Regions from separate parts of the Mus musculus genome. Here regions 1, 2, 3, 4, 5 and 6 are each linked to region 7. Evidence: chromatin contacts called from public promoter capture Hi-C data. All regions are on one chromosome and are shown on one strand. Each heading gives the region's core, a stretch centred on a gene start, on an enhancer-like site or on the middle of the called end of the contact. The rest is flanking DNA. Distances are from core to core; before and after follow the strand shown.

The links. Promoter capture Hi-C pulls out the DNA fragments that hold promoters and counts their contacts.
Region 1: a promoter capture Hi-C map of pre-B cells shows a contact between it and region 7. The contact joins the promoter of Reps1 here to the promoter of Vta1 in region 7. A contact is called at or near these places in 2 of 39 promoter capture datasets (cranial neural crest and pre-B cells).
Region 2: a contact with region 7 is called in a promoter capture Hi-C map of pre-B cells. The contact joins the promoter of Cited2 here to the promoter of Vta1 in region 7. A contact is called at or near these places in 7 of 39 promoter capture datasets (the 3T3-L1 cell line, cranial neural crest, hippocampal neurons and 3 more) and 1 of 484 Hi-C or Micro-C datasets (the N1E-115 cell line).
Region 3: a contact with region 7 is called in a promoter capture Hi-C map of pre-B cells. The contact joins the promoter of Fbxo30 here to the promoter of Vta1 in region 7. A contact is called at or near these places in 2 of 39 promoter capture datasets (cranial neural crest and pre-B cells).
Region 4: a contact with region 7 is called in a promoter capture Hi-C map of pre-B cells. The contact joins the promoter of Ccdc28a here to the promoter of Vta1 in region 7. A contact is called at or near these places in 2 of 39 promoter capture datasets (the C10 cell line and pre-B cells) and 1 of 484 Hi-C or Micro-C datasets (the N1E-115 cell line).
Region 5: a promoter capture Hi-C map of pre-B cells shows a contact between it and region 7. The contact joins the promoter of Shprh here to the promoter of Vta1 in region 7. A contact is called at or near these places in 1 of 39 promoter capture datasets (pre-B cells) and 3 of 484 Hi-C or Micro-C datasets (CD4 T cells, liver and rod photoreceptor).
Region 6: a contact with region 7 is called in a promoter capture Hi-C map of pre-B cells. The contact joins the promoter of Heca here to the promoter of Vta1 in region 7. A contact is called at or near these places in 2 of 39 promoter capture datasets (cranial neural crest and pre-B cells) and 1 of 115 datasets of contacts at active chromatin or transcription factors (astrocytes).

Annotation. Positions count from the first base shown.
Region 1 is chr10:18,054,235-18,057,372 of GRCm38.p6, reverse strand. It overlaps Reps1 (RalBP1 associated Eps domain containing protein), which reads right to left and starts at 1,433. Exons shown (of 20, transcript NM_009048.2): 1 at 1,258-1,433. The coding sequence starts at 1,410.
Region 2 is chr10:17,721,529-17,725,024 of GRCm38.p6, reverse strand. It overlaps Cited2 (Cbp/p300-interacting transactivator, with Glu/Asp-rich carboxy-terminal domain, 2), which reads right to left and starts at 1,797. Exons shown (of 2, transcript NM_010828.3): 1 at 1,566-1,797; 2 at 1-1,087. The coding sequence starts at 1,079. The coding sequence ends at 270.
Region 3 is chr10:11,279,305-11,282,663 of GRCm38.p6, reverse strand. Fbxo30 (F-box protein 30) reads right to left here and starts at 1,334. Exons shown (of 3, transcript NM_027968.3): 1 at 1,164-1,334.
Region 4 is chr10:18,233,002-18,236,236 of GRCm38.p6, reverse strand. It overlaps Ccdc28a (coiled-coil domain containing 28A), which reads left to right and starts at 1,256. Exons shown (of 6, transcript NM_144820.4): 1 at 1,256-1,385.
Region 5 is chr10:11,147,712-11,150,890 of GRCm38.p6, reverse strand. It overlaps Shprh (SNF2 histone linker PHD RING helicase), which reads right to left and starts at 1,461. Exons shown (of 30, transcript NM_001077707.1): 1 at 1,305-1,461.
Region 6 is chr10:17,946,692-17,949,952 of GRCm38.p6, reverse strand. Heca (hdc homolog, cell cycle regulator) reads left to right here and starts at 1,886. Exons shown (of 4, transcript NM_001033432.3): 1 at 1,886-2,444. The coding sequence starts at 2,171.
Region 7 is chr10:14,704,205-14,707,588 of GRCm38.p6, reverse strand. Vta1 (vesicle (multivesicular body) trafficking 1) reads left to right here and starts at 2,100. Exons shown (of 8, transcript NM_025418.3): 1 at 2,100-2,239. The coding sequence starts at 2,128. 1700016L04Rik (RIKEN cDNA 1700016L04 gene) reads right to left here and starts at 1,980. Exons shown (of 6, transcript NR_045824.1): 1 at 1,916-1,980.

The sequences.
Region 1 (3,138 bases), core at 184-2,683, 3.4 Mb before region 7:
AAAAATGACAAAATGAAACAAAAGCAAAGTGAGAAAGAATTCACTCCCTAAACCACAGTAGGCACTCGGGTATTGTCTATATTCGAGGTGTGTGTAGAAATTTTTATATCACAAGGGTTTCTGTTAGAAGAAAACTGACTTTCACTCTAAGATGGGCCTCAGAGAACTGGAGGCTGAGGAGGCAGAGTGATGAGATTTCTAAAAGCCTGGAGACTCCTGGCCCAGCCCACACCCACGTCCCAGCACCTGAGCAGTTGAGGGGGCAACAGGACCCTGAGTTCAGGGCTAGTCTGGGATATAAAGCAATAAGCTGTCTCAAAACAAAGTAAAATCAAACCTCTGGCCCAATATTCTGCTTCCACTGCATTATATCCACTTCCATCTCCATGTGTTTGGAGATTTGGATAACTGGCTTGGGATCAATATGAGGATGAAAACTTAAGACGGTTCCTTCCTCCCATACAGTTTAAACAGGCTCTTACTATAGCAGCTATGAATCATTAAGCAGTAGCATTAATGCTCATCACAAATATTAGCACTTCTAAAACAGGCGACAAAGAAGGTTTACCCTTGCTGCTACAGAGTTACGAGTGGCAGAGTTACAGACTGAGGAGACTATCCGCTGTCTGATTCCAGCTGTTCAATAAATCCCAAACCAAACCCACAAGCTCCACTGACTATTCCCGGGAAGGGCACTAGAAGATACTGTCCACCGGCCACCCATTCTACGACCAAGTTCTTTTCACATCTATCTACATGCCAAGTATCAGCCAGAAGTTCAAATTTCTTAGTCTCCCCTAAGAACACAGCTTCCTTAAATTTAAAACAAAACAAAACAACCCCCCCCCTAAAAAAAAAACCCAAACCACCTGCTTCTTGGATACCTTAAGCGTAACAAATCTCACTTCATCGAGTCTGCTCGGCTCGCTCAAAAATCCATATGGCATTTTGCCTGCCTATAGTCGTAACTTTCCTATTGTGCGGGAGTCGAAGAGCTATGTGACTATAGTAGGCATATCCAGCAGACGCTAGGATGCACACACAACCCGAGAGACCCGGGACCTTGCTCTTCCAGTGCACAGGCTGCCGGAGGGATGCAGGCTCCGCAGACCCCCGCCCCCACCCGGACGGCGAGCCCTCCCCCTCCAGGGGTCCCCGCGCACCCCGCTCCCGCACCTGCGGCCTCTGCCCGTCCCCGGGGGAGCCCACTCCCGCTGCCGCTGCCCGGGGCCCGCGCGGCCGGGGACGCGGCGGTACCTGGAGGACCACGTCGTTGGGCAGCTGCGCGGCCCGGAACAGCTCGAGCACTCGCCCGTTGACCACCACCTTCTTGGTGCTCTCGATGTCGCAGTAGGAGAAGAGATCCGAGTAGTATTTCTGCTCGGCGTCGCTCAGCGTCAAGCCTTCCATCTTCGCCTCGGCCCGGCGGCCGCCCCGCCCCGCATGCACCACCCGGGCGCCGGCCCCGCGACCCGGGGCGGCCGGCGGGGTACTGCGCACGGCACGGCCTCCCCGCGGGGCCGCGAGCTCGTGTGGCCCGGGGCAGCCGGCGGCGGTGGCGCGCGGCTGTGCGCGGCCGCAAGCTCGGCGTGGGGAAAAGGAGGCGGCGGCTCCGGGCTCGGCCGCGTCCCTCGGGCTTCCCGCCTCGGCTTCCCCTTCCGCCCACGCGCCCCCCTCCGAGAAGTTGTGGGGCTTCCGAAGTCTAAAGTTTCGGGGGCTCGGGGCTGCGCGTGGCCGCCGCTCCGCCTCCCTCGGCCGCCATTGACTGCGCCCCGGCCCGGCACTGACAGCGGCGGCCGCGCTCCAGACCCGGATGTGAGGCCGGGAGGAGAGAGCGCGAGAGGGAGAGGGAGAGGGAGAGAGAGAGAGAGAAACACCCACCGGGCTGGCTCGGCCGCTCCCGGGAGAGCGGGCCGCAGCGCCCCCTGCTGGCCGGAGCCCCGCGGCACGGCGGGGCGCGGCGAGTGGCCCTGGGCGCCCTCCGCGAGGACCCCAGGCTGGGGGCACTTGGGGACCGACCGGCGTCCCAGCGACGCGGAGGGTTCAGGTCGCACTGCGGGCTGGGGTGCGGCAGCTTCTGGCGTGCAGCATTTCCTAACGGTTTGCACTTAACGAGGATAAGTGCATCGCTTTGCGCCGTCCACTGAAGCAGGGAAGCTTGCTCAGGTGTGGACGCTTAAACCAAGGCTGAACTCGATCTGGTCCCAAGCCGGGTCTTCTGTAAAACCAAGTTTGAAAAAATAGAAATAAAGAAAAAAAAAGTCACCTTTTTTTTTTTTTTTTTTCACCGAGAACCAAATACTGTCGGTTTATGCCATCCACTCGGGAAACCTGTGTAGGCCTTCAGCCAACTCCAGGCCCTCTTGTTGCTCACCATCCCTTCCTTCCTCTGGGGGGTGGGGGGGGGGGAGTCTTAATCTGCATCTGTCTCTGGAGTTCATAGACCCTTAACGAGCCTTTAATCTTTTAAAAGTATTTCTTTCCTGAAACTCTATGAAGTCAGGCTGGACTTGAACTCTTGATCCCCTGCCTTTTCTTTCCTAGTGAAGGGATACCATCACCAGTCAGCCCGCGACCTTGTCAGCATTAAATATGAAGTATTTCAGAAACGGGAGCCAAGGAAGATTACACAGAGGGCTTTTCAAGTTTGGTTTTTATTCTCTGTTACATAGAGCCCATTAAGGGGACATCATTATAAGAATGAGCAGACATAGAGGGCTGGGGATATAGCTCATTTGTTAGAGCACTGTGTGCACAACGCCCTGGGTTCTATTCCCAGCACTGCATAGATCAAGTGTGGTGGTGCTTACCTGTAATCCCAGCCATTTGGGAGGTAGAGGACAGGAGGATCAGAAGTTCAAGGTCATGTTCAGCCTCACAGAACACAGAAGGCCAACCTAGACCCTATCTCAAACAGCCCAGAAAACAGAAAGAAGAACTCTGGCACCAAATGCCTCCTTTGGAGGCTAAATCTAAATGAACGTCTGTGAAGCTCTTTATGTAAGTCTTTATAGATGCCACTTTGTGGCGATATTTTCATGTTACTCTACTTCATATAGTGCTTAGTACGTCTTACAATTCATACTCACAATTGCAGTTTGGGTATGTGTGTGTGTGTGTGTGTGTGTGTGTGTGTGC
Region 2 (3,496 bases), core at 548-3,047, 3.0 Mb before region 7:
CTACATAAGGGAGGTGAATGTCAAGGCTACAAAAAACGAAACAAGAATAGGAAAAAGTGGCAGCAATCTTTTTTTTTTTTAAACCAATTTGTACAAGTTTATAGTTTACTTTGTTTCCAGGTTCTCAACCCTTTCAGGATCTGAAAAGCGAGATACTGCGTCTAAGGGAATGTTTGTTTTTTTGTTTTTTTTTTAATTCACACCGAAGAAGTTGGGGGTGGGGGTGGGGTGGGGAGGGTGATTTCTTTCCGCCTGCGAGGTTAACCGAGTCAACAGCTGACTCTGCTGGGCTGCTGCTTGCACACGAAGTCCGTCATAAAATCAAACTCATTTTGGCCCAGCCAGAGTTCGGGCAGCTCCTTGATGCGGTCCAAACCCATTTCTATCACTAAGGACATAAGCACTTCCTCGTCGATGAAATCAGTGTCTATGACATTGGGCGGCAGCATTGCCGCGGGGACGTGAGCCACCGAGGCGGGCATGGTGCTGCCACCGCCGCTGCCGCCCGCGCTGCTGCCACCCGCGCCGCCCGAGGTGCCGCCGGAGCCGCCGGGGGTGCCGCTGCCACCCGCACCGCCAGGGGTGCTGCTGCCTCCGCTGTGCTTGGGGTTGCAATCTCGGAAGTGCTGGTTTGTCCCGTTCATCTGGTGGCCTGCAGTGGGGTGCAAATCCGGCATGTAGTGGTTGTGGGGGTAGGGGTGATGGTTGAAATACTGGTTGTTGAGCTTCTGCAGCTGCATGCTGGCCGGCAGGGAGCCTCCCTGGCTGGCCACCGGGGGACCCATGAACTGGGAGTTGTTAAACCTGGCGGCCGGGGCCAGAGCGCTCGGGGGGTGCCCCCCGTTCACAGTCCCCGGCCCCATGGCGTGCCTGATGCCGCTCGTGGCATTCATGTTGCCCGCGCCGTAGTGTATGTGCTCGCCCATGAGGGCGTTGAAGGCGTGCTGGGGCTGCTGCTGCTGGTGATGATGCGGGCTCGGGAACTGCCCCATGCCCATGCGGTGGGCAGGGTGGTGGTGCAGCCCGTTGGTGCCGTCGGGGAAGCGCCCGTGGTTCATGGCCATCATATGGTCTGCCATTTCCAGTCCTGAAAGCGAAACGAGCAGACGCTGAGACCCGCGCCACACGTGTCGCCCACCAGAGCGCACCCCACTTCTGTAGCCCCCCGTACCCGCGAGCACGTCTCAAGCTGCAGACCACCACCCCCGAGAGAGCCCACCAGCAGCCCGTGCACCCGAGCTCGCTACCTCGGCGGACCTGCTGCCTGCCGGACCCGCACAGCCTGGCGCTGAGCGACCTGCCCCTTCCCCTAGGATCCGGGAAAGTGTGGCGGGGGGAGGGGGACCGGAGCCCACACCCCCCTGGGTTCCCTGAAGTGGCCTAATAAAGGAAGTGCCCCGGAGCCGGGCCGCGAACTTCAGGCATTCAATCAGCCCTCCTCACCCTGTGGTTGCACATCCTGTTGTTATTCCCCAGCTCCGCCTCACGCTTGTCCCCGGAGCCAGCCCTGCCCTCGGAGGACTAGGCTGGCAGCAGCCCTGGCTAGCTTCGCCCGCCGCGCTCACCTTCCGTCTTTGCGATTTCTGCTCGGAACACCGAAGGCGGGCTCGTCGAGTCCAGGACCGGCTCAGCAGCACATAGAGGGACAGCCGATGGGCTGTGAGGCGCTCGCCGGTGCGAGGTTGGCGCCGAGGTCTTGCAGCAGCCGCTGGAGCAAATTCCGAGCCGTTCCCTTTTCTTTTCCTCCGCTGCCCTAGCCGCTCCGCAAGACCGCCAGGCAGCTGCCAACAATGAGCTGTGTTTCTCCGGGCTTTGGCCACTGTTAATATAAGGATCTCAGGAAGGGCGGAGCGACAGCCTCCCCGGCGGCAAGCGCAAACACACGGATCCCGGAACATCAGCACCCTGGATCGGGTCCTCTGCCGCGTCCGCGAGTCCGCGCTGCACGTGCGCAGCGGCTGCGCGCCCCGGCGCCGCCCAGCAGGTCTCCGGACCGAAGTGGCTTTCTGGCTCCCAAAGGCGAGGTTGTGCCTGCCACCTCAGGGACACGGAGCTAGTCCTCCCGGCCACCCAGTGCACGGAAGCATCTACAGGAGAGGAGCAAGGAGCACTCCCCACCTCCTTCTGGCTAGATCTCCCCACCCCCAGCTCGCTCACCCGGCTTACCTAGTGATCTGCCCTGCCCTCTACAGGAAAAAGGGGTTCGCTCAGCCTCCCTGCCCTGCAGAGTTTTCTTAGGTGCCAAACTCTTCCCAACCTACGAAGAATGGCTATGCTTTCCCGAGTTAGATTTTTAAAGCCCTGGGCCGATCGTGTCCTGTCCTCTGAGCGCGCTTTCCTGAGCCGCGCCTTTGTGTTTGTGTTTGTGGTTTTGTTTTTTTTTATATACAGGCAGCACGTACACCTAACTGAGGTATTTTTCTTAGTGTGGATGCACCCTTTAACTCCCCACCCCTCACCCCCGCTCCGCACCTCCACTCTTTTCAAGGACAGGGGTTGGGGGCGGGGAGCGGCAGCGGCTGCAGGTGGACCGAGCGCGCTCACAGGCCGGGGCGGCTCCACTCCCGGGGTTCTGGAATCCGCTCCGCACTTTACGGCCTGCTCCACGCTCCGGGAGTACGTGTGCTTCTGCTAAGTTTGCGTTTGCAGCTCTTGGTAGCTTTGGCATCCGAGCTGAGGCGTCCCTGCTCTGTAAACAAACTCAGCGATCCTCGTCCCCAGATCCACCTTTTTGCACATACACAGTTACTTGCTTCTGCTGTTGCCCTTGATCCAGGAGGTGGGGGTGTGTGCAAACTTGCACAGCCTCCCTCCGGGCTCTTGCCTGACGGTTTGGGGTTGATTTAGAAGCAAACGGGTTTGTAATTAAGAAATTCGAGGGCTGAGTAAGGCTGCTGCTGCTGCAAAAGGAAAACAGATAGATAGCTTGGTAATCGCTTTGTAAATAAAGTCGTTTTGGAAGTGGGCACGTAGCAGCACGTCCTGTATGGCACAGTGCGCGCACACACGGCTACTAGTCTTCCTTTTCAGTGAAATTGTTCAGTGGAGCAATAGGCGGTGATAATAATAACCTTGCTTGCAGAACGAAGCACAACGAGCCCGATCGCCCATTTGGCTCATTGACTTGCAAATAAAACCCCTAACACTGGTCTGGGCCACTATCCAGTCCTAGCTCTCTTGCTTTGCGAGTTATTTTTCCTACACCAGGATGAGGCTGTTTGGAGCGTGTATCTCTCTCTTTAAGTGGTGAAATCGAGTTTAGCGCTCCGAATAAGGACTTCTGAGTACGGTTGTTTCTTCATAACTCGATGTCCATGGACGACTTCCTGCTGTAAAGAGCCAGTACCCCTCCCCCATCTCGTTTCTTTTTCACCCTTCTAGCTAACAGTCTCTCTCTCTCTCTCTCTCTCTCTCTCTCTCTCTCTCTCTCTCTCTCTCTCTCTCTCTCCTGTATTTCTTGAGAACTGGAAATTCTGATACATTGCCTGCCCCATTC
Region 3 (3,359 bases), core at 85-2,584, 3.4 Mb after region 7:
AAATATTAGAGTTCCAGTTTTCTTATATCATTCATAAAACACCTACTATTTCTAGAATCACACACACACACACACAAAAGCTTATGTCCCTATGTTAAGTATCGGGTATAAACTGGTGATCTAAGAAGTTAGCAAAACATGTTGTCCTCAACTAAACTACTACAGCAAGAAACAGTGACTAAGCATAAAGAAGAGTGATTCAACGAAACTGTATGCTTTAGAAAAATCAAACAGGGATACTTCATGGTATCCTTTGTCTCTTTGTCAGTCAACACAGGATTGTTTGGGAAAACTAACATAAAAGCGTGCAGAGCGTGTTAATGTAACTTACTTTGCCTGAAATTTAGCAGGGAACAAATAAAAAAAAGAACCTCAGAAACTTTTTGAGACTTCGTTTTAAAAACGTTAACCCTCTTTGATACCAGAATGCCCGTAAATAACTTCATCTTGGATCACAGTCAACAAAGCAATCATGGAAGAAAAGGTCAATTCCTTCCCAAGCATCTATTTTATCCGGGATTTACCACGGGACTCAAAGAAGGGAGAGGGGAGCAGGAGAAACGCGGCAAACACAGGCCTCCGTCGAGGTTAAAATGTAATCCCCGAGTGACTTTGAATCCGCCGTGCGTTCCCTGTCCTGCTTCCAATCTGGGACTCCACGAGCTGGAACCCAGGAACTTGGGGGGGGGGGGGGTGATCCCTAAGTCTCGCTTTAACCAGGGCCACAGCTAAGCCTCCGCGCCTCTCACTTCCATGAATGGAAAAGTTACCAACTTCGCTTATCCCGCGGAGACACTTGGAGATGCCTCGCCGTCCTTTAACCCGTTTGCGCCCAAACTCCTCAAGTCCCTACGAGGCAGAGGGTGCGAGCCACGCATTCCGGGGTCCCCCGGGGCTCCTCTGCGCTCAGTGGGGGTGGGGGCGGAGGTGGGGGTCTCACCCGGTTCCGCGTCCCCGGGGGTCGGGGCGCCATTTGCCGGGAGCCTCAAGGGCAGGCCACACGGGCGGCCGGGCGCGACCCGGACGGGGCCAGCCGGACGGAAGCCTCTGAACTGCGCCGACTCCACCGGCCCCGCCGCCCCCGGGGCCCGCGCCGTCCGGGCCGCTGCCCGCCCGCCCGCCCGCGTCCCCGCGCCAGCCTCCCGCGGCCTCGCCACACTCACCAGCCCGCGCGGGCCGAAGCGCCGCTCAAACCCTGGCTTCTCTGGCCTTAGCGCCCGGCGGCTCCGCAGCGTCCCCGCACCGGACCGGACCACGCACGGGGCCCGTCCCGTCCCAATCCTCTGCGCCTCCGCCCTGCCCGGACCGCCGCCTTTTCTCCTCGGCCTCCAACCGCCACCGCCCTCCTCGCGCGCCCCGCCCCGCCCCGCTGCGCCCCGCCCCCCGGCCCGGCAGCGGGTGAGCGGGCACGCGCACGCACAGCGGGCGAGGATGCGCACGCTGTCCTGTGCCGGTCAGGCCGAGCGCAGAGAACCCACGGGGCAGCCTCTCCCTTGGTGCTCCCTGCCGGGTCCGCCTTTCGCGCCTTTGCTTTTTGTTTGTTTTTGGAAGGACTCTCCGAGCCCCTGTGGCACTGTGGAGGACGCAGGCCCAGGAGCGCGACCCGTCCTCCTAGCGCGCACTCGCAGGAAATAGGTCAGCCCCCGTTGTCGGTGGTAACTGCCACCACCTCACGTGCCCGAGCCCTGTGACTCGGTGACCGCTCTGCTCTGTGACCCGTTTCCCCTTGTAAGGGCTCTGCTGCTCGTCAGCCCGCGGCGGGCGGCTTCGGTGGGGCGAGCCACGCGGCCTCCAGAGGGCGCGGCGCGGCTTCTGGGAAACGTCTTAGGGCCGGAGCTTTCCCGTGGCCATCCAGGGCTACACACCCCGCGTGTAGGCGTCCCCGTTACTACCGCCAGGCCCGGGCGTGAGGCTGAGGGACGGTGATGTCACCGACGCCCACCCCGTCTGGAGGCCTCCTGCCAACTCCCACCTCAAAGCCACCGTGAAGGAGCCTTGGCCCTGGCTGGCGGAGGGGCGGAGGTGAGAAAACCCCCTTGGGTGGCCGTTCTGGTGACTGCAGTTTTACTCCCCAGCTGTTGGAAACGGTGGCTCACGAGAGTCACCGTCCTTCACCTTAAAAACCAGCACTTTCATACAACTACACAAAACCCTGGGGAGCTTAAGACTGAGCACACTGTAAAGGTCAGGGGTTTGGTTTGGTTTAATGAAGACATTCAGATTTTTGAAATATTTAGTGCTTATATGTGGGGTGCTTAGGACGCTGTATTTTTTTTTTTTTTTTTTTTTTTTTTTTTTTTTGCCTGCTTTGGCTGTAGGAGGTAGGCGCTTTTCGGTCAGCCCAGAGCGTGAGACCCAAAGGGGCCAGGTAAGAAAAGTGAAGCAGACAGATGAAATGGTGGGAGAGTTGCTTGTGCATGACAGGTGGTCGCGATTGAGTCACACATCCTTCCATTACATCCCCTTCCGCAAAATAAGGGGACTGCGGCAGGGAATCCCAAAGGCTCTCTACAGCTTCAACATTCCCATACTGATTGATTGTACTTTGGGGCTTTCTGCCTCTCTAAATCACCTAGTTGACACTAGGTCATCTCCCACCTCAAGCTGAGTAGGAGTCAGGGCAAACAGAAGCCTCTGCTCTTCCATAAGTGGCAACCAGAGACTACCAGGAATCAAAGGTCTTCAAAGATGTCCTCGGAAGTATATGTGGACTTTGGGCTAGACTTGTGGAACAAAACTACCATTTATGTGGCTTAGCCACCCAGAAAGCAACAGGTACTTTGGCAATTTAAAATAAACAAATAAGCAGTAGCAGGTTTGACCTGTCTGCTCTCTTTAAAGAGAGGAGCACAACCCCCCTACCACGTTCTTAAATTAGTCTTGCATCGGCTTAGGAAGAATACGTACCCTATTTTTTTTCTAGAGGTCAATTTCATGGTGGGATGCTATAAAAACTATGGGACGGGAAGGTTGGTAAAGTTTTTGCTGAGCAAGCAAGAGAACCTGAGTTCCATCCCCAGCAGCTATGTAAAAAGCCAGGTGGAGTGGTGGTTATGAGTGCTTCCCAGGGCCCTTTCTCAAAAAGTAGGTTAGATGGTTCCTGAGGAATGGACCTAGGGTTGGTCCTTGGCTTCACATACATACACAAAACTAGCTAAAATAAGACCACAGTCATAAAGCCTGCAGGCAAGACTGAACTATAAGAGATAGGAGTTTTCAGAGAAAATTGAATTGGCTAAACAAATCCTGACAAATTGTTTTTCCATTTATTCAGTGTCAAGGCTAATAGCACCTTTAATTTGAAAAGGTTTTCTTGCCCAGTTAGACCACCAGCCTGTATTTGGAAAGCCTGAGGCTAA
Region 4 (3,235 bases), core at 7-2,506, 3.5 Mb before region 7:
GTTTTGTTTTTTGGTTTGTTTTTTTTAAGAATTCCAAGTTTTTGGTTTTGTTTTTCCTAATGGAAGAACATCTCATAGTATGAGTTTAAGTACTTAGTAACTCCATTTTTGCTCTGTCTCAATATAATCTCTAGACACAATTTCCTCCCTAGGTAATGGGGAGATTGAAGGACAGGGTCACCTCAATCTAAGAAAGTCGGAATCTAAAAAGTCCCATCTTCCCTCTGAGAAGGCATCCACATCAAGGAGGGAAAGGTAAGTTTTCTTTAGTTTAGGGTTGAGCCTTCTCTCTTAGCCCTCAATTCCTAATCCCGGGGATGAAGTGGGGAGTCAGGCAGCAAGTCTGATTAGCCTTTCTGAATCTCAGAATCATTTCATTTGTTTTCTTTCTTTCTTTTTTTTTTTTTTTCTTTTCGGTTTTTTCGAGACAGGGTTTCTCTTTATAGCCCTGGCTGTCCTGGAACTCACTTTGTAGACCAGGCTGGCCTCGAACTCAGAAACCCGCCTGCCTCTGCCTCCCAAGTGCTGGGATTAAAGGCGTGCGCCACCACGCCCGACCTCAGAATCACTTCTAAAACGGGGATTTTGACATTACCTTAAAGGACTGTAGTGAGGTAAAGTGGGACGAGTGACACATACCCGTATGAGAAGCGCAGGCAGGAAGATCTCAACAACATAACCGGTTCCTGAGCAGTGTCGGCTATACGAGACTTGGTCAAAAAAAGGCAAAGAAAACGAAGAAAGACTGATAGACAGACAGACAGGTACACAGAAAACCTAAACGCACTCACCCCACCCCCACCACACCCAACTGCAATGCTTGGATACTGGCTATTTACAGAATCACACTTGGCGGCACAGCATCAGGGATGCTGAACCCAATACCGCTTCTCAAGCCAAACTAAAAGCAGCCAATCCGAGGTGTGGATCCGCCGCAAGGGGACAATAGGCTCCGCCTTCGATTTGTTCGAAAGGCATGCTGGGAATTGCAGTGCATGGGGCGGTCCTTCACCGAGGTGGCTGGCCGCTTCCGGTGAGGACAATATACAGCCAGTTTCCATGAGGCCATGAGACAGGCAGAAGTGGAGTGGCCAACAACAACTCCTCTTTCCCGCAGCCGCTGGAGCCATACCTGAAGGCGGCTATGGGAAGACGGAGCCCAAAGCAGAGACGCGAGCATCGCTAAGGGACCTGGGAGAGGCGGGGCTTTTCGCCTCTCGGAGGGCCCCGCCCAGATTACGTCACTTCCGTAAACAAAGGGCGCTTGCCTGGGTTTGTGACCCAGGCAGACGAGCTGGGCTCTTGATGCAGCCCTGGCGGAGGCTTTGAACGCTCTCTTACTTTTCCTAGCCGAGGAAGGGTAACCACAGCCTTTTCTCCCTCCGGTATGTAATGGGGTAAGGGGACCCCGCAACCTGTTCATTCGAGCCCCTCAGCACCTGCTCTGGTCACCGCTGAGTGTAGATGGGTCATCGCAGGGCTGGGTTGCGGAAGGGAAATGAATGAGGCAAAGTCCAGAGGCACCTCTGGTGATTCTGGTTGGCAGCGAGGCCTGACATTCAACCGTGAGCAGTTCGTCCCCTCTGGAAAGGTCCCTCGTGTTTGTCATACAAGAAGGATTTCAGGGTCTTGTGACAGATGTTATCTTTCAGAAAAGAGGACATCGCAAGCTTGGTCCCTCGGGGACCATTGGTTTATTGGCGATGCTTTATGTATTAACTGGTTTTTGCTTTTTCCTCCTCTTTTGTTACCAAATGTGTATTAGCATCCATAGATTTGAAGGTTAGCGTGTTTATATGTATCACCAATTATACAGATCCTCATCTCTTGGAAACCTGCTCCGTCATCTTCAAAGTTTTATTTAATCTGTATTACAGCTAAACAATTCCCGAATGACTCAAGTGGATTCGCTCTTGGTATCTGAGACAAGAGACTGAATGCTGTACCCTTTTCCAAGAAAAACCCACATCAGCTAGCAAAACAAAAATAAATTACCTGTATAATTCCCGACTAATTCTTTTAGGAGTGACAGAAGTCAGTTTCAGTCTTTTAAAATAGTCATGGCAGGACTAAATTCAACACTTTTAGATTTTAAATTTTATTAGATGACTGTGTACAGGTGCACACTGTGCCCCTGGAGGCCAGAAGAGGGCACTGGATACCTTGGGACAGAAGTTACTGTCATAAGCAGCATTGTTGGGCCTGGAAATCAAAAGAGACCTCCGAAAAGAGTAGTCAGTGCTCTTAACTGCAGAGCCATCTCTTAAGCCCCACAGTATTTTTTAAACGACCAGAGATCCTGAGTTCAATTCCCAGAAACCACATGATGGCTCACAATCATCTGTAATGGGATCTGATGCCCTCTTCTGGTGTGTTTAAAGAGAGTAACACTATACTCACATACATAAAGTAAATCTTTTTAAATTCATAGTGCAGTTAACGATTTGAAGGGGGGAACAGGTATGCATTTTCTGACACTTTTTTGTGATAAATTAATAATAGAATTAAGAAAATTCAAATCGAAAGAGCTAGACTTGTGGCACATGCCCATCCTTCCAGGACTCACTCAAGAGCCGAGGGAGAAGGATCATCACAGGTTGGAAACCAGCGTGGCTTACGTAGTAATTTCTCAGCCAGCCAAGGACATAGAGCAGAATTGTTTTTCAAAAAGAAAAGGTGAAGCTGTGCACACTTTTGATGCCTTTAATCCCAGGAGGGATAGAGCTATGCCTTTAATGAGTTCGGGCCAGCTGAGTCTACAGAGCAAATTTCAGGTCAGCCAAAGCTACATAGTGACACCTTGGGGGGAGAGAGAGAGAGATATCTAGGAGTGGTGGTTAATAGCATGTAAATAAAATGTATATTATGTAAGCCTTCAAGGTGCAGCTTAGTCCGCTGGTGCCCTGATTATACATGTATTTGAGTATGGTTTAGAAGGGAGATCTAAAGGCCAGATAAAGGCCCAGTGAGGCTGAGGAGTTACATGGGCGATTTGTTTATACTGGTCACTTATATAATGGTGGCCTCTTGAGGTTAAGGGCTTTGGCTAATTCATTGCTGCTTTCCCAGGACTGACGACAGTGCCTGGCTTGTAGAAGAGAGACAGTAGATACTTAGAAGATGTGTGAATAGAGAAAATGCTTTTTAAAAAATTATTAGACAGGGCTGGAGAGATGACTCAGCGGTTAAGAGCACTAGCTGCTCTTCCAGAGATCCTGAGTTCAATTCCCAGAAT
Region 5 (3,179 bases), core at 212-2,711, 3.6 Mb after region 7:
CCTCAAGGACAAAACTAACAGGTAAGAAACACTTTAACCATGATCTCATGTATCAAATGCTGTGACAGTTTCACTCATGTTTGGTAGAAATTTTCAGTTAAGAAACAATCCCATTAAAGAAGACAAATTATAATACTATACTTGATGGCCAACAACTAGGAAGACAAACCTCTCACTACATCAGAAATAAATGCCTGTCTCACATGTTAGTTGTATTTAACCCCACACCACTGCTCTTTTAATTCCAATGAGCTTGACAATCCCAAAGCGTTAACAAAACTTCGATCGATCCTTATACAGAGGAGGGAAGAACACACACACACACACACACACACACACACACACACTAGTTTTATGGATTAACAGTGTGATTGGCAGGGAGTATCACTATTCAAAGGTTTGGACCAATTGGAATAGGTGTGGCCTTGTTGCAGTAAGTGTGTGACTGCAAGAGCTGCCTGGAAGCCAGTATTCTGCTAGCAGGCTTCAGATGAAGATGTGGAGTTCTAAGCATCTTCTGCACCATGCCTGCCTGGATGCTGCCATGCTCCCACCTTGATGACAATGGACTGAACCTCAGAACCTGTAAGCCAGTGCCAATTAAATGTCATCCTTTATAAGACTTGCCTTGGTCATGGTGTCTATTCACGGGAGTAAAACCCTAACTGAGACAAAGAGTAAAAGCTTAGACAAAGAATAAAGTGGTGTTAGCGATCATGGGACCTAGGCAAATACAGGAGCAAAGGCAAACACGTAGGAGAAAAACATAGACTTGCCATGATAAATTCAAGCCAAGTGGATTAAAAGGCACCACGGTGAAAAGGCAAGACTGTAAACAATACCGTTCCTCCCACAGGGTACCTTAACCAGAAACCAACATCTTCGTTCACCAACCTAGCGCTACCTGCAGCGTCAAAGTGCACACAATGCACAGGAGCCAGGGCGCTTCTGCAGGCGACTGTAATGCTTGAGAGTTTGCCAGCCTAACTTGGCGGCCTCTGCATCCCTCCCAGCTACCTGTCGTCCCACGCACCGCCAGCCTGCAAGGCAAGTTATCCTCGAAGAAGGAGCCGGAGGGACAGCTCGTGACAGGGCCTCAGCACGCAAGCGTGGGCAGCAAGCACCCGTCCCACGCGAGAAGGGCTCGGCCCACGTCCGGGCTGGGGCCGAGCCGCGGGGCCTCGCAGGGCCGATCACTCCGGATCCCGGAGCTGCGCAGGAGCCCTCGGAGTTTCCCTGACGCGCAGAGCCAGCCTCCCTCCGCCGCGACTCTAACCCCAGAGCCCGCACGCACCCTCACCTACCTCAGCCGCTCTGCAGGCACCTGTCGCCGGGCCCGGCCCTCCTCGCAGGCTGCAGATCCCGGGCCCACAGTCGCCACACTCACCTGCGGGAGTTGCGCATGCGCGCTGCACGCTGGGTGAAGCCTGGCACCCAGGCCGGAAGCCGCCAGCGCCAGCTGAGGAGGCCAGCAGGAGCGCTCGCTCCAGGCGAACGCGCAGGACCAGTCGGGACGCTCCGCCCCTCTTTCCGGTGTTGGCTTCAAAAAGCACCTCTGCGCATGTCCCGTCCCTGAGGTCCCGGTAGAAGACGGTTTAAGTCTCGCGGTGGTTGTGCCTCTCTCTTTTCCCCGCCTCCCGTGGCTTTAGCAAATGCAGGATGGGCGGGGCCCGAAAGAAGGGGCGGGACCTCTTGCCAGAGAGGGCGGGGCTCTTTGCCAGAGCGGTAGGCTTGATGTGAGTTGTGGTTTTCATAAAAAGGCAGAAAGTTACATAAAACGGAATTCACGATGCTGAGCAATTATAATACCCAAACAAATATACAATTAATCCACTAAACCAAAAGAATTCGATCTGCTAAGGAAAAAAAAAAAAAAAAAAAAAAAAGGCAGAGACGATGTCTTCAAAAGGAACTGAGAAAAATGAAGCCAGAGAGAAATTTATTCTTGCCAAGAAAATTACTAAGGCTTTAAATGTTTAAACGTTTTAAGAGAAAAAAAATTATACAGCTATGCTGAAGCAGGCCTCCCAGTATCTTTTCCAAAGGGAGAATTCTATCTTCAGTAGACATAAAAGTCTCTCCTCTGAGGATTTCAATAGTGTGTTTACCAAGTGCTTTGTATGTCCTTCGAATTTTTTTCTGTGGAGTAATTTTTTTTTTTGTTTGTTTGTTTGGTTGTTTTGTAATCACCAGAGCTAATTCCAGGGGAGGAAAAGGTTCGCTTGTTATTTGGCTTTCTGGAAATTCCCTGTTGTGAGACATCTGTTCATGAAAATACTGTGTCTTACCACCTAGTAGATGGTAAATAATCTAATGATAGTACAGACAGGAGAACCGACTTATTGGACACACTCAGATCTTACACGTGAATCCCCACTTTTCATATAACTCAGCTGCCTTGTTTGGAAACAATACAGGTGTGTTGTATCATGTCTAAGCTAGGCTTGGATCCAGTCCATAGTGATAAATATTGCAATTAAGAAAATTTTAATTTTTTTTTCTGGTTTCTGTGTTGTGGTCCAGTAAGTATACATCATGTCTAAACAGAGTATAAATATCAAAATGTTTAAATATTTTGACTGAATTCTCAGCACAGTACCTTTCTCTTGATAGAGGATTTGCTTTGAAGCTGATGGCTGCTCAGTCAAGCTCCTGGCTGGCAGAAGAGGAGGCACCTATAGAAACGTGTTAAAAATAAACACAAGTTCTGGTTTGCAAAGAAAGAGATCACTACTCTATCCGACAAGGCTGAGCCACACAATATGGGTGCTCAGAGCTGAACTCAGATCTTGTGCAAGAGAAGAGTGATCTCATAACCTCTGAGCTCACTCTCCGCTATCTCCCTAGAATGTATTTCTTAAACAAAAAGATGTAACAACCAAAGTGACTCCTTGCTCCATGGCCATGAAAAGAATATCAATCTCACTAGACACCTGCACTGAAGCTTTGGGGTAACTAGGTACATTAACCTAGAAGCAATAATTTGAAAATAATGTATATATTTTTAATTTTCTGAGCAGTGTATCTCAACAATGAGCTCAAAATATTCGGTGAAAACACTTATTAAGCAGATAATCTGCCATCAAGGGGGACGTGCAATACACTTTTTAAGAGCCACAGAACCTTTACAGCTTTAGTATTTACCTCCAACCTAAAGTCAACAGTTGAATTATTTCCCC
Region 6 (3,261 bases), core at 637-3,136, 3.2 Mb before region 7:
TTATGTGACCCATGTAAAAACTGTGCACAGACACACATATCTATAGTCCCAGAGCTGGGAGGCAGAGAAAAGTGGATCCCTGGAACTCACCAGCTGGTCATCTAATATGTCCGTGAGCTCCAGGTCCATAAGAGACCCTGCCTCCAAAAAATAAGGTGGAGAGGAATAAAGGAAGACACCTGATACTAATCTCCAGCACACACATCTCTCTTCCACCTCTCCCTCCTTCCTTCCCTATCTATCTTAGCTATCATTTGGGCCTTCTAAAGAATTACTTTCCTTTAACATATAGTGTACTGCGTCCAACTAGCAATTGCTCTCAAGAATACAGTGTTGCTCCAGGCTCTGCCCATCAGAATCCTGGCTAGGAAGTCATGTGGATGGCTCTTCTCTGAGCAATTCCTTGGCCATCTTTCTAGACCCTTCAACCTAGCCACAGTGCCTTGCCTCAACAGTCCAGTCGATTAAAGATCACGCCATAGGAAGAAGACACTGTAAACGAGTTCAGTGTTTTTCTGTAGTCATGGATCAAGAATGTCATTTATACATTCACCAAGATCAGTTCAGTTGTTTCTTACGGCACCCAAGATAAAAATATGGCTGTTTCATGCGAGGGAACAGAGGAAAATTATTTAAGCATATACATTGCCAACGTAATCAGAGGTAGACAGGAGAAATAAACTGTGATACTCGGGACAGCTCTTCTGGTAAGGTATGGGATCATTCTGAAGAAATGAGCTGAGATCAGAAGGGTGGAAAGGAGCGGGTCTTTGAAAGGGGCAGAAGAGAGTGCAGAAAAGGAGATTACATCAAACTCTTCCCAGGAACCCTGTGCTCTCATCTCTTTTTCTTTCTTTCCGTTTTTCTTCTTTAATAATAGATTTTTAATACACTATATTCTGCTCTTCTTTCCCCTTCTCCAGCTCTGCCAAGATCCTCTCCACCTCCCTTCCCAGCCGAATCCACAGCTTTCCTGCCTCTTCTTAGAAAACAAATATGCATCTAAATAATAATAAAATAGATAAGATGAAAACAAACACACAATATAGGACAAAACAAACAAATGAAAAAGCATGAGAAAGTCATATAGATGTATTCGTTCAGTGAGGAATTCCACAAAAAACAGAAAACTGGAAGCCATATGTCTATACAAAAGACCTAAAAAGATTACACATATATATATATATATCCCTGACAAAACATTCTGAGACAAAGAACCTCTTAAGATTCAACTGAGTCTCTTTTGTGTTGGCCATCTACTGCTGAGCATGGCTGTGCCCTCACTTCTTCACCTCTGATGTCCTCCTCACAACCCGGCCGTTCTCTCCAGACAACTCAGTCTTCTTTGTGCAGCCTGGCTCCTCCTGGCTGGCTCTGCTTCTGACAGAACCGACAGAACCCTTGGGTCTCTGGTTGGTAGGTCTGGGCTAAATAAGCTTTCCACCACGAGACTGAAGAATTCCCATACAGGAGCTCAACTGCACTCTCCAGAAACTCCTATCTTACCATTGTTGAGCCGCAGAGCCATTGAGCGAATTATTAATCCGAAACCCTTTGTTTTGCTCTCCTGTTCTAGTCACCTGTTTGTTTTTCCAGACCACGTTGTCAGGTTTAGCTCCAGTAAGGTCAGAAGGCCAGTTAACAACTTCACGAACACTGCCTGGCTCCCAGTCGTGGCTGTCAGCACACGCGGGAAGCCCGCCAGCCTCCCTCTCCCAAGAAGGCGCCTGGATGACGTCACCCAGAGCCGAGGGCTGAGCGCCGAGCGTGACGTCACGGGGGCGGAGCGAGTTGCCGTGAGGTCACTGGGTGGGCGGGGCCGGGCTCAAGCCCCAGTGTCGTCACGGGCGGGGGCGGGCCTGGAGCGTGTCAGCGCAGCCGAATCAAAACAAGCCCGAGACCCGCCTTTTCCCTCGGGCTCCTCCGCGTCTCGCTCTGCTCGGGGGCCCGTTGCGCCCGCGCGGCTGCGAGCCTCGGGTGGCCGCGCGTGGCCGCGCCGGCTTCTGCCGCGGAGGGCGCGGCGGCCGGAATGTCGCGGCGAGGGCCGCGCGGCGGGGCGGGCGCCTGAGGAAGAGCGGCCGGCCCGCGCTCTCCGTGGCCGCCCCGGTGCGGCGGGGGAGCCGCCTTCGTGGGCGCCGGGGACCGGGACACCCGCGAGCGGGCCGGGGAGATGCCCAACCCCAAGAACAGCAAAGGCGGCCGCAAAAACAAGCGCGCCAACAGCAGCGGGGACGAGCAGGAAAATGGAGCCGGGGCCTTGGCGGCGGCGGGTGCGACAGGCGCGGCGGCCGGAGGGGCCCTGGCGGCGGCGGCGGCGGGCTGCGGGGCGGCGTCGCCCGGCGCGGTGGGCACCGGCGGCGCGGCGGGCCCGGGAGGTGCGGGCACGGGCGCCGCCAACGCCACCGTCGCTGCGGGGGCTGCAGCCGCGGGAGACGCTAAGAATGGTAAGACGACAGCGGCGGGGCGAGCGCCAACTTCCTCACCGACGGGCGGGCGGGCGCGGTGGCGGGGCCCTGGGTGGCGCGGGCGGCGCGTGGACAATGCGAGTCAGGAAGTGCTCGCCCCGCCCCACCGCCCCGCGCTGCCTTTCCTTTCGTGGTCCCCACGCGGAGCGGCGTGGACCGGGGCTGCGGGCCCCGCGGCGGCGCTCCGGTTGGTGCCTGCTCCCCGTGGTGCCCGCGCGGGCTGAGTCTGAAATGTCCCGGGTTGGTGGGAGCGAGGCAGCGGGCAAGCAGGAAAAGGAGCCCAAGTTAGAATGATCCGATTGGAAACTTCCCTGCTCACCGCGACCCACCCACCCACCATTGCCCCCAAAGAAGAAAAGCTGCAATTCCCAGCAGATGTAGGCCTGTTGCCTGATTGCCACAGGTGGAGAGAGAGAGAGAGAGAGAGAGAGAGAGAGAGAGAGAGAGAGAGAGAGAGAGAGAGAGAGAGAGTGTGTGTGTGTGTGTGTGTGTGTGTGTGTGTGTGTGTGTGTGGTGTTCATTTAATTCTCTTGTCTTGCTCGAGGAAGGAAGAGAATCTGAACTTGACTTCCGTTCCCAACCTGAAGTGTTTGGGTGTCTTTTTCTTTTTTTTCTCTCTCTTTCTTTCTCTCTTTTCTTCCTTTTCTTCCTTTCCTTCTTTTCTCTTTCTTTCTTTCTTTCTTTCTTTCTTTCTTTCTTTCTTTCTTTCTTTCTTTCTTTCTTTCTTTCTTTTCCTGTCCCTTGTATAATTGTTTCACATTTGTTTTTCTGAAGAAGCCCTGATAATTTCATGAGC
Region 7 (3,384 bases), core at 851-3,350:
AATTATTTTGATGACTTAAAAATATCAATATTGAGTTGTATATTTTAAAATAAATTTTATTAGTTTAATAAAAAAGAAAAAAGGATGCAACTTGAATATGTATGAATATGAATCAGATTTTAATTACTGTAACAGGATATAGCAATGATAGATTTCTTCTAATCAAAATGAGCCCTTGCTGAGTTTAAAATAAATGAATGAATAAAGGCAAAAAAAATTAGACAACTTAAAAATTTCGCAACCAGAAATTAAAATGAAGCAATATTTTTTCAAAAGTTTGTCCACAAAGCAAGAATGAATGAATGAATGAATGAATGAATGAATAAGCTAGTAATGTTTACTACTAGATGTCCCTCCACTCCCCCAAGACAAGTTCCTGGCTGTCCTGGAATTCCCTCTGAAGACTATATTTTCCTAGACCCCAGAGATTCACCTACCTCTGCCTTCAGAATGCTGGGATTAAAGGTATGCACCACCATGCCTGACACTATTGAATTTTAGTGAATCTTTATGGAAGAACCTATAGCAATACGTCTCAAGCCATTCCATGTATAAAAAGGGAAGCAACACTACCATTTTCATTCAGTGATACTAGTGTTACTCTGGTGGTAAACCACATAAGGCAAACACTATATACCAATATTGGCGTTGAAAAAACAGGAAAGTTCAGCCGGGCGGTGGTGGGGCACGCCTTTAATCCCAGCACTTGAGAGGCAGAGGCAGGTAGATTTCTGAGTTTGAGGCCAGCCTGGTCTACAAAGTGAGTTCCAAAACAGCCAGGGCTATACAGAGAAACCCTATCTCAAAAAAACAAAACAAAAAACAAACAAACAAATAAAACCCAAACAAAAAGAAAAAAAATACAGGAAAGTTCAAATGAAATGTAAGTCCTTAAGGATGATACTATGCAATGGAGAGGTGGCAATAGATAAATAAATAAATAAATAAATAAATAAATATCACTGCTATAAAGAAAAGGTGGGGTGTGCTATAAAGTCAGAAGTGCAGACTCTCCTGGACTCTATCTTGTCAAGTAGTAAGACAGACTAATACTTTCCTAATGTTCATCATCTTCCTCCACTAATCAACTCGCATAGTTCACTAAAACAAGCACTAGCCATATCAGAGAAAGTATTCAATTCTTATTAGTTCGCATGTGTTTACCTTTCAAGTTTGAAAAGGACTGTCTATTCAGTCCAGTATTTGGACATGCAAATTTTAATCTAGTATTTAAACATAGTGTTTCTCATATAAGAATTTAAAACTTCTAAACTAAAAGCAATGGTTGTTTCCAGTTCCAATCTCCTTTAAGTACATGTTTTCAGTATCTCTTTACAGTTTCTAGAAAGGCTATAACGTGTACTTCTGTGTGTGTGAATGTATAAATTTTTATTTTGTGATCATTTTCTCTGTTAAAACTAATGACACCTCCACCCCCCACTCCACCCCACCCTCCCCCCCCCCCACCAAAAAAAAAAAAAAACCCACTGTGGCCCATCTATATGCATATGTCTGTAATCTCTACTAACTGGGAAGCCCTGGGTAAAGGATTTCAAGTCCAAAGCTTAGTTTGGCAATTTAGTGAGACCCAGTCTCATAAAAATAAAGACAAGGGAGAGAGTGAGGGAGGGAGGGAGGGAGGGAGGGAGGGAGGGAGGGAGGGAGGGAGGGAGGGAGGGAGGGAGGGAAGGGAAGGAAAATTTGAAAGCTGAGAAGGTAGCTTAGTAGTATATACGCTTGCCAGAATATTCCCAACAAAACACACACGCATGAGATAAAGAGAGGGGAGGGGAAGTTTTCCTTTCTCGCAGTTAAAGTCCTTTACGTTATTTTCCCCTTTCTTCTCTTTCATTCATTCCATGCAAACAAACAAACAAAAACAAAAGTTAAATTTAAAACCTCTATCTCCGCTTACCAGCAGAGAGCGCTGGAGCCGTGTGCGACACAGGAGACTCTCATTCTCCAAATAATAACTGCCTTAAACCAGGCAGTAAGTTTGTCTCCTTCGGGCACCCGTCGCGGACAAGCGTCTCAGCAACGGATGCGTGGGTGAGAATTGCCCGCTCGGAGGCGGAAGCGGAAGTATCTGTGACCGGCGAGTAGGAAGTAGCGCTTCCGGGAGTGGAGATGGCCGCGCTGGCCCCTCTGCCGCCGCTGCCCGCGCAGTTTAAGAGCATACAGCACCATTTGAGAACGGCGCAGGAGCATGACAAGCGGGACCCCGTGGTGGCCTACTACTGTGAGTCCCTCCGAGTCCCCGTTCTCCCGCCCGGTTGCGCCCCGCGCCTCCCTCCGCTCTTGAGGCCCGCCCCGCCCCCTGGCTTCAGACCTGAGCCTTGACCTCTGGCTCGGCCAGGAGGACCCCAAGTACTAGACTCCCTCCACACCCGGACCCCCGTCTCTCCAGCTTAGAGCCTCGGACACGCCTCCCGGCTGTTCTTTCTTCTGGGAATGAGAACCTCGATAGTCATAGGTTTCCCAGAGATGGGTGGGAAGGGAGACTAACAGAAAACATAACGAAAGCTGTGCATTAATCACGAGAGCTTTCAGGTCCCTTCCGAAACTCAGACGGTTCAGTGGACAGTGGCTACTACTGAAAATTTGAATTTGACTGTTCTTGACTTGTTTTCCGTACTCCTCATTACCACCAGTAAGAATTTGGAGTCATCCTTTAGCTATCCTGAAAGTTAAGAAGTTTAATGCCAATATTCCTAGTTTGAGATGTATATACTACTGAAGAGGACACAGTTTGAACTCCGTTCAGACATGCAGAGTTGGTGAAGTGGATAGGACTAGTAGTTTTATGTAAACTATGATTTGAATATTATACTCCTATCTTTGTTGCAAGAAATGACTGTACTCTGAGTTTCTAAAGAACTTTCAGAATACAGAAATGATGTGTCCTCTGTTGTGGACATTGTTAGCAAAAATCTGGACCAAGTCAAGCCTTCCCTTGTGGACATGTATGTACCTCATTTCTCAAATGTGCATGGATGTCCCCCTACCACCACCAATAATTGCCATTCTCCACTTGATTTATGATCTGAATTCCCACCTCTTCTGCAAGCCACTCGGTGGCTATACTTCATTTTTATAAAAATCATACCAGTATTGTTCCCACCATTCTTGTTCTTTTGATGATCTTCAAACATATCCTAATTATTGAGCCTTTTTACCTATTGACGAGCATTCCTAAGTACTGGGAAAAAAAAACTAAAACCCAGCTCCTGTGGTCCTAGGACTACTGAGAGGAGGGGCGTTTGAACAGTACGCATTTTATAATTTCAGGAACGGGCATAGAAGTGCCACAGTACTGTAGAGGGGACCTCATTTTCCTGTGTTCAGAAACACATTGCTCAGTTGACAATGGAAGCCAGACCTTTG